2 separate regions of the Sus scrofa genome follow, and region 2 is linked to region 1. Evidence: chromatin contacts called from public Hi-C data. All regions are on one chromosome and are shown on one strand. The core of a region is the stretch at or near the end of the contact, and the rest is flanking DNA. Distances in the headings are between cores, read along the strand shown. Region 1 holds the start of RAPGEF3 (rap guanine nucleotide exchange factor 3). Region 2 holds the start of HDAC7 (histone deacetylase 7).

What was found. A called contact is a pair of places that touch in the nucleus more often than the background predicts.
Region 2: a contact with region 1 is called in a Hi-C map of liver, with 1.7 times the contacts expected there. A contact is called at or near these places in 1 of 47 Hi-C or Micro-C datasets (liver) and 2 of 2 datasets of targeted methods (alveolar macrophages and skeletal muscle).

Annotation. Positions count from the first base shown.
Region 1 is chr5:78,132,316-78,136,417 of Sscrofa11.1, reverse strand. It overlaps RAPGEF3 (rap guanine nucleotide exchange factor 3), which reads left to right and starts at 2,268. Exons shown (of 28, transcript XM_021092600.1): 1 at 2,268-2,851.
Region 2 is chr5:78,184,321-78,188,422 of Sscrofa11.1, reverse strand. HDAC7 (histone deacetylase 7) reads left to right here and starts at 2,372. Exons shown (of 27, transcript XM_021092604.1): 1 at 2,372-2,545. The coding sequence starts at 2,527.

The sequences.
Region 1 (4,102 bases), core at 1,019-3,518:
TGATTTTAGAGGCTACATGTTGAGGACGGCTGCGCCATGTGATGGAAAGAGCCTGGGACCCTTGAATGAATGAATAAACGGAACTACCCACTCTGTTCCCCAGACCCTCATGGGACTGTAATATGGATGAAAAAATACCTTTCTTTGTGCTGAGCCACTGAGATTTCGGGGTTGTCACAGATAACCTCACTACCACCCCTCATTCCATTTCAGGTTGTGTAAACACCTCTTAAATGGATAACTTGTCTGAACTACTAATTGCTCTGAAGCCACTTTTAAAGTAGCCTCATCTCCCACCCGCAGACACCTTGCCTCTCAAGACATTTCTTTCTCACTCCCCTAAAGCAGACACATTCCAGACATTGATCTCCTCCCACGGTGCTACATCAAGGATGCCCCTGCTGAGCTAGATGCTCACAGATTGTGTTTCTTGCATGTGTCAGGGTTTCCTCCTGTCTGCCCCTTAACCCCCACGTGGAGGGACCTCTGGTGTCCTTGGGGGGTATATCCTTGCTTATTATGGCTCCAGCCTCAAAACTCGGCGCCGTGTCTGAGTCCTCCCCTCCATCTAATTCATTAGCAGGCACAGCTGGGTCTGCGCTGCCCTTTCTCTCCATCTCCCTGTCACCACCCTAGCCCAGGTCCCACCAGCATCCCCTGTCCACTTGTAGCAGCTTCCTAACTGGTCTCTTCCTCTGCTCATTCTTCCCCTTCCACGCCATTCTCCAGCCAGCTGCTGGAATAGTCTTTTAAAAAGAACAACCAGGAGTTCCCATTGTGGCTCCGTGGTAACGAAGCTGACTAGTATCCATGAGGATGTGGGTTCCATCCCTGGCTCCGATAAGTGGGTTAAGGATCCAGTGTTGCCGTGAGCTGTGGTATAGGTCGAAGATGCCGCTCAGATCCTGCATGGTTGTGGCTGTGGTGTAGACTGGCAGCTGTAGCTCCTATCTGACTCCTAGCCTGGGAACTTTCATATGCCACAGGTGCAGCCCTGAAAAGACAAAAACAAATGAGAACATGACACTCCTCTGCTTAAATCCTTCCAGTAGCTTCCATAGCAATGTGGGTAGACAAATTAGAGCCTTGCCAACTCCAGCTGCTCTCACCTCTGCCTGTTTCACTTTGGGCACACTGGCCTTCTTTCTGTTTCTCAAATGCGCCAAGCATGTTCCTACCCTGGTCTCTGTAAATTTGTGCCTGGAAAGCTCTCCTCTGAGTGCTCGTGAGATTGGTCCCTGATCATTCAAGCTTCAGCTCACATGCTACTTCCTCAGAGAGGCAATCCTTTCCTCCCTCTCTAAGGTACAATCCCCCCCCACCTTATATCTTGTCTTAAGTGATATCGCTATGTGAAACTCTCTTGGAGTTCCCTGGTGGCTCAGTGGGTTAAGCATAGGGCATTGTCACTGCTGGTGCATGGGTTTGATCCCTGGCCCAGAAACTCCTGCATGCTGCACTTGTGTGTTTGTTTGCTTTGTTTTGTCTTCTGGGGGCTGAACTTGTGGCATATGGAGGTTCCCAGGCTAGGGGTCAAATCGGAGCTGCTGCTGCCAGCCTACGCCACAGCCACAGCACCACACCAGATCTGAGCCGTGTCTGTGACCTACACCACAGCTCACGGCAGTGCTGGCTCCTCAACCCACTTACTGGGGCCAGGGATCAAACCTGCATTCTCACAGGCACTAGTCGGATTCGTTCCTGCTGAGCCACAAATTGCGTATTTGTTTATCCTTTCCACCCCCACCCTTTCCATCCTGTCGAAATAAAACCAACAGGAGCGCAGGGGCTTTATCTGTAAGGGAGCAACTCCTCTCAGTTTGCCTGGGACTGTCCTGGCTTTATCACTACGAGTCCAACTTCCAGGAAACCCCTTAGTCTAGGAAGAACTTTGACGCATTTGTCACTCCATTGCCTGCCTTGCTCATTTCTCATTCCCTGTTTCCAGTCTAATGCCACGGGCTTAGGCAGGAACTCAACAAATATTTGTGGAATAACGGAGAGAATGGCTGGCGGTCCAGAAAGAATTCTTTGATCCTGGCTCTAGGAGGCAGCCTTCTCCAATCTTGTGCCTTGAGACCCAGCTCTGCAAAGTTGGGCTAAAAATCTCCTGTGCATGAATGTAGGTGGTGGTTGCCACAAGATTTCCTCCAGACTTTGCCCAACCCCTTGCCTCTGTGGAGTTCAAGGCTGAGGACCCTGGGTAAGGCAGCCCGAGGCTGTGCCTGACACAGAGGTGGATCCCCTGGCCCCACCTCTTTGCCCTTCTGCAGCTTTGTCTTCCTCTTGAGGTCAGGCTTATAGACCACAGAACAGAAAGGACTGTTGGAGGGCGGAGGAGCAGGTGGCTCACTGCAGGAAGAAGGTGGCCCCATCATGAGCATCTCAGGCTGCCCAGGCTGCGGGAAGTAATCCCCAGTTGAGGAATCAGATCTGGGCAGGGTCACCCTGGCCTCTTCCCCCTGCCCAGTGCTGCTCCCTAGGGGTGTGGCTGCCTTCTGTCCCTGCAGGGGGACGTCTTCACTTCTGACGGCTAGAGTGAAACCGCTCAGTCTGGCTTCTCACTGAGACCCCACTTCCTCTGCCTGCCCAGTGACAACCTGTGGGTCCACGCAGAGGGCAGGACGCTGAGTGAGAAGATGCTGAGCGGAAGCAGCAGGTCTTTAAGCTCCAGAGCTGGCTAAGCATCAGAGACCGCCAAGTGTGGGGAGGGAGGACGTGTGTGCGTGTGTGAGATCACCGTGGCCGCAGCGTTTGGAAGGGGCACCAGGGAGGGCCTGGGGCTCGGGCCTGCTTGCATCTCCGGGTCTTCTGGTGACCTCCATCTCCTGACTCGACCCCCCGATCACAGGTACCTCCTGCAACTCTCTTTTCCTTTCCTTTTCACCATGGGGTTGTTGTTGGGCGAGGGAAGAGAAAGGAAGAGGAAGAGAGAGAGATGAAGCCAGGAGTTCACCTCTGCATGGACTGGAGCCTGGGGCCATGGGGAGTGAGAAAATATGAAGGCTGAGGGCAGGAGGGGACAGCATTAACTGTACCTAAAGGACAAAGCCTGGCACAGGGATTAGTACATATTCGTATTTAGATTTGAGTCTGGGGATTGGATTTATGATATGACAAAGTCATCGCGGAGGCTCGATCAGTACATGTGGGAGCCCCCCCCCAACTCCAGCTATAAGGGCACTGGGTGCAATCAAGAAACCAGAAGTGAGATTGTCACCTGTGCTTAGTCCAGAGCGTGGGACCCAGACATACCACCCTAGAGAGGTTCCAGGTGCCACACGTGAAGGTGCTTCCTGGAGGAGGAAGACGGTGGGTTAGAGACGGACTGAGGCAGGGCGAGGGACAGGGATGTGTCAAGAAGCGAGTGGAGGAGTTCCTGTCGTGGCTGAGTGGCTAACGAATCCGACTAGGAACCATGAGGTTGCGGGTTGGATCCCTGGCCTTGCTCAGTGGGTTAAGGATCTGGCGTTGCCGAGAGCTGTGGTGTAGGTGGAAGACATGGCTCACATCTGGCGTTGCTGTGGCTGTGGTGTAGGCCTGTGGCTACAGCTCCGATTAGACCCCTAGCGTGGGAACCTCCATATGCTGCGGGTGCGGCCCTAAAAAGGCAAAAAAAAAAAAAAAAAGAAGTGAGTAGAAAGAAGGCAGACCTGAGGAAGCTGTGAGGGAAGCTAAAGGACCCATGGCGGGAGAGAGGGAGATGAGTTCACCCTCTTAACTCCAGAAGCCTCTGTGCCCACCGCCCTGGCTGTGCCAAGCATGCAGCCTGGGGCAAGGCAGCACCAGGTCCTGCCTGCAGGGGGCCCACGTTCTCTTGGAGGAGGAATGAATACTAATAATTCAGCAATTGCAGAGAAATTTCTAATTTCAGTTGTGGTGAGTGCCAGGCGTGTGACAGGAAAACGGGGCCCTGCCGGAGGAGCTGACACAGGCTGGGCTCTGTCGGGAGAGAACTGGTCTGGGGGCACAGTGGGTGAGAAACCGCTGCTTTGCCCAGTGCCCAGGACCCCAGCCACCACCACCTGCTGAGGCCTGAGGAGCTGGGGCCTGGGGGGACCTGGAGGCCACGTCAGGATCCAGGCCACCGCATCCTCTGTGG
Region 2 (4,102 bases), core at 1,123-3,622, 52 kb before region 1:
GAAAAAGAAAGCTCACAAATACACGAATGATGACATGAGAGAAATGAACAAACAAGGGCCTGATTTCAGTCCAGAAATAACTGCAGGAGGGGGCATCGTGGGGCTAAAGGAGACCAGCTGGGAGTCTGAAGCAATGGAGCCATTTTTTCTGGAGGCTGTGGGCACATAGAGAGATTTGGAAGGCGGGGGGTCTGGTCTGGAAAGGAGGATTGGGAAAAGCACATCTGTTGTGGAAGGACATGGGCCTTTCAGAGTCAGGATGGGGAGTCATGGGGGCAAAGGGTATACTGCGGGGTCCCGCTGGGGGATGGTCCTTGAAGCCCATGAACACCTACCTGTTCCAGGTGAACGAATAAGCCATAGGAACCTAGGGTTTGGTGCAAGACACTACCAGAAATGCGCCCAGGACTAGGGCAGTAGCTGGGCTCAGGGGCTGCCCATGCTTGAACATTCTTGGGAAGAAGGAGAGAGTTGAGACAAGCAGACAGGCGGATGAAGGTCAAAGTACAGAGAACAACTGACAAGGTGCTGGAGCAGGGTCCTTTGAGGGAAGGAAAGAATTCTTCTGGCTACGGGGATTAGGGAGAGGCTCCTGAAGAAGGTGGTATAGACCTTGAGGATTGGACCGGTTTCAACAGGAGAAAGGGGCAGGGAGGACATTCATCTTTGGAGGGAACTCCAGGAGCCGAGGTAGAGAAATGGGAAAGCTTGAGAACAGGATGAGTTGCAACCAGTAGCCCAGCTTGTCTGCAATAATAATATTAGCAACTAACATCAGTGAGCTCTGGGTATGGGGAGGCACTGAGCAGGACTAGGTCTGGGGGAGCAGGAAGAGAGGTGTGGGTGCACTGTGGTGCCAAGCTGCAGGAAGCCTAGAATGCCAGGAAAGGAGTCTGTGAGGAAAAGTTAACAAGTGCAGAGGGGTTGGATCCGCCTGCTCAGGGAGCCCTGGGCCGAGGAAGAGGCCTGAGGTAGGAAGCAATAGCAACAGGTGGTGAGGCTGGAGCCCGGCTTGGGGGCAACACCGAATCTATGGTCAGAAGTTGGACCTTGACATGGGCGAGCCCTCCTAGGTCACCGTGGACTCTTGTTTCCCAGCTGACATGGCTCTGCCTCTGGCTCAGCCTCAATGTCTTCTGCAGAGTTGTGGCTCTGGGGCTCCCAGGATGGAGGGAGTAAGGATGGGGTGAGAGGGAAGCAGGGCTCTGCCTTCTGGGCTGTGAGCCTCCCACTACAGGAGTGCCCCGTGTTTCCCTTGCAGACCCCTCCGCTGTCCCGGAGCCGCAGGGTCGCGGACCCAGAGGATTCCCCGAGGAGGCGACTGGGCTGATAAGCCAGGCTGGGAGGTACAATGGCGAGGTCCCCAGGCTCCGACCCCCCGCCTCTGACCTCCTCATCCCGCTAAAAGGGACGGGGGCAGGGAGGGCTGCTGCGCACAGCCAGCCCGGAGCTGAGTTTATTAGCTGAGGGAGGGCTGGAGGCGGCTGCATTCCGACTCACAGACTGGAACATTTCTGTGATCCGCTGTAATGCACTGGGAGACACTGGGCACATTGCTGAAGTTTGACTCATAGGGACCGGGAGGGGGAAAGTGGGGGGGAGGGTGTGTGTGGGGGGAAGAGGAATGGGAGGAAGAGAGGAAGAGGAGAGGAGGGAAGGAAATCCCTTGAGAAATTTCTTTTAAAAAAGAAAACTTGCAAAATCCGCGCCACCCCCACCCCCTTTTTCTTTTAATAGGAACAGGCTGGACCCTTCGATTCCCCTCAGCAGGCGGGGGGGGGGGGCAGAGGGGGAGGCCTGGGCAGTGATTCAAATCAGATCCTGGAACTTTCCTCAGGCAAGTCCTGCTTGGGGCGGGGGGCTGGGGTGTCCGTCTGGGCTTCCTCGCCGGGACCGGGGACTCCTCGCGTGTCCCGCTGTCCCTAAGTGTAACTGTTGGCTGCCGGGCCGTACGTGCGTGTGTGCTGTGGGCGCGGGGGTCCCTCCCCGCAGCGTGTCTGTGTAAACGGCTCTGCCCGGGTAAACATGGATGGGTGCTCGCGTACGTGGTGTCTGCGAGGGTGCGTGCGCTCAGGTATCTGGGTTTCCGGGAATTGTGCGCGGGTCGCTGCGCCGCGCGGCGGCCGGGACTGGGCGGCAGCGCGGCGGCCGCGCGCGGGTCGGGGCCGAATCCCGCGTTCCGGGTTCGGCGCTGCCTCCCCGCGCTCTCCACGCGCTGGGTGTCCGCCGCCCGCCCGCGCGGGCGCCGCGCCGTGTCTGCGGGGTGGTGTGTCCCCGGGCCGCGAGCGCCTGCCCCCTCCCTCCCCTCCCCCTTGGCCCGCTCTCAGACTCAGATAAAGCATTTCCTTCCATTGTCATCCTACCCGGCCGGCCGGGCTGCCAGGGCCCTCCCCCTCCCGGCCCCCTCCCTTCCTCTCGCCGTCTCACAGTCGCTCCGCAGCCTCCGGCGACCGGGGGGATGTGAGGCCGGCGCCCCAGCCCCCCGCCCCGCCATGAGCCCCCCGCTCTGAGGGCCCCGGCCCCTGGATGCACAACCCCGGCGCTGGTGAGTACGGGGCTGCCGCCCCTCGCCCGCCCGCCCGCCCGCCCCGCCCTGCGCGCGGCACCCAGCGCCGCCCGCCCGGGCTCGGGCTCCAGCTCCGGCTTGGGCTCCGTGTGGCCCCGCGAGCCGGGCCCGGCCCGGCCAGCACCCCCACCCCCCCCTCCGTGCCCCCGACTGTGCCCGTCCCGCCCGGCCCCGCAGGGCTCAGGCAGGCTCCCGGCCTGGGCTGGTTCCGGGGCCGGAGGGCTCGGGCCTCCCGCGGGGCGCCCACATCCGCCCGCCCCGGGGCAGCGGCAGGCCCGAGAGAGGGAGTTGGAGGCCCCGGGCCGGCGGTGCAGTGGCCCGGCGTCCCATCACCCCCATTCGCGGTGGGGGTGGGGGGTGGGGGGTGGGGGGAGACGGACCAGGGGACCCGGGAGGGAGGGGCGGCCGCCGCGGCCCCGGGAGGGGGCGGTGCTCCGGGCGGAAGGTTTGGAAGCCCGAGGGCAAAGGGCAGGACCCACTGAGTTGGGGCCGGGCCCTTGGCGCTGGACCTCAGCGCCCCCAGCCCGCGGATCCCGCCGGACTGTACTCCGACCCCTCCTCTGGGGAAAGTGATCCTTGGGAGGGAGGGTCTCTGACGGCGAGGTTTCTCTGAGCACCGCCCCCCACCCTCGCTCACCCATCTGGGTGGAGAGACACCTGTGCCCGAGTGAGCTGGCGGGGCGCGGGAAGGTGGGGACCTCAGGCTGTGTAGTGAGTGTTGGGGGACAGGATGTGCGCCCCCCAGGCCTGAGATCCGTTGGTTCTGGGGAGTGTGAGAGCAGGCAGCAAATCTGGCCGCTGGGCTGGCCTCTGACGCCCAAAGTTTCTAGGCCTGTGAGCTGGGAGAGAGAGCCCTCTGGGTTTGCAGGCTCCCCAGCTCCCCCCCACCCCCCGCCCCATTTCCTTCCCTCTGGCTGCCCAGGCTGCCCGTTCGAATCCGACCTCACCAGCCATTGGTGCCCTTCCCACCAAGTCCTGGTCATTCCCTTGTCCCTGCTGGCTGTCCTGCATACACGAGGCCTCCTCCTGCGTCTGGACACTGGCTGTCTTGCTGCTGCCCCCCCATTCAACATCTGCCTGAGGCCCAGCTCTGCCTGTCAGTCTCAGTGGCCTTCCTGGGAACTCAACATCTGGACTCCTCAGCCTGTTCCCTGGACTTGGACCTGTACCCGTGGGGTCCTTCCTCAGGATCCCTGCCAGCTGCTGGGCTGAAAGAAAGGAGAATGTGGCTTAGTTCCCTACCCTCTAGTGTGCTACTTTGGTGGCCCATCTGTTCCCTGTGGGACCCCGTAGGCCAGGTCCTCTGAGTGGCTTAGGCTGCCACATACACTCCTCTCCTCACACCAGCCTTCTTGGAAGCTCCTTTTCCTGCTTCTGCAAGACACCTCTTAGCTCCTCATTGCTCAGCATCTCATTCTCCCTCCTCTCTGCTCTGTTCCCTCTACCCACCTGATGGAAGAAGTAATTTTCTGATTCTGTAGAGTCACTTCTGGGGAACTTAAAGCACAAAGCAGGCTCACTGTGTTGTTTCCAGTG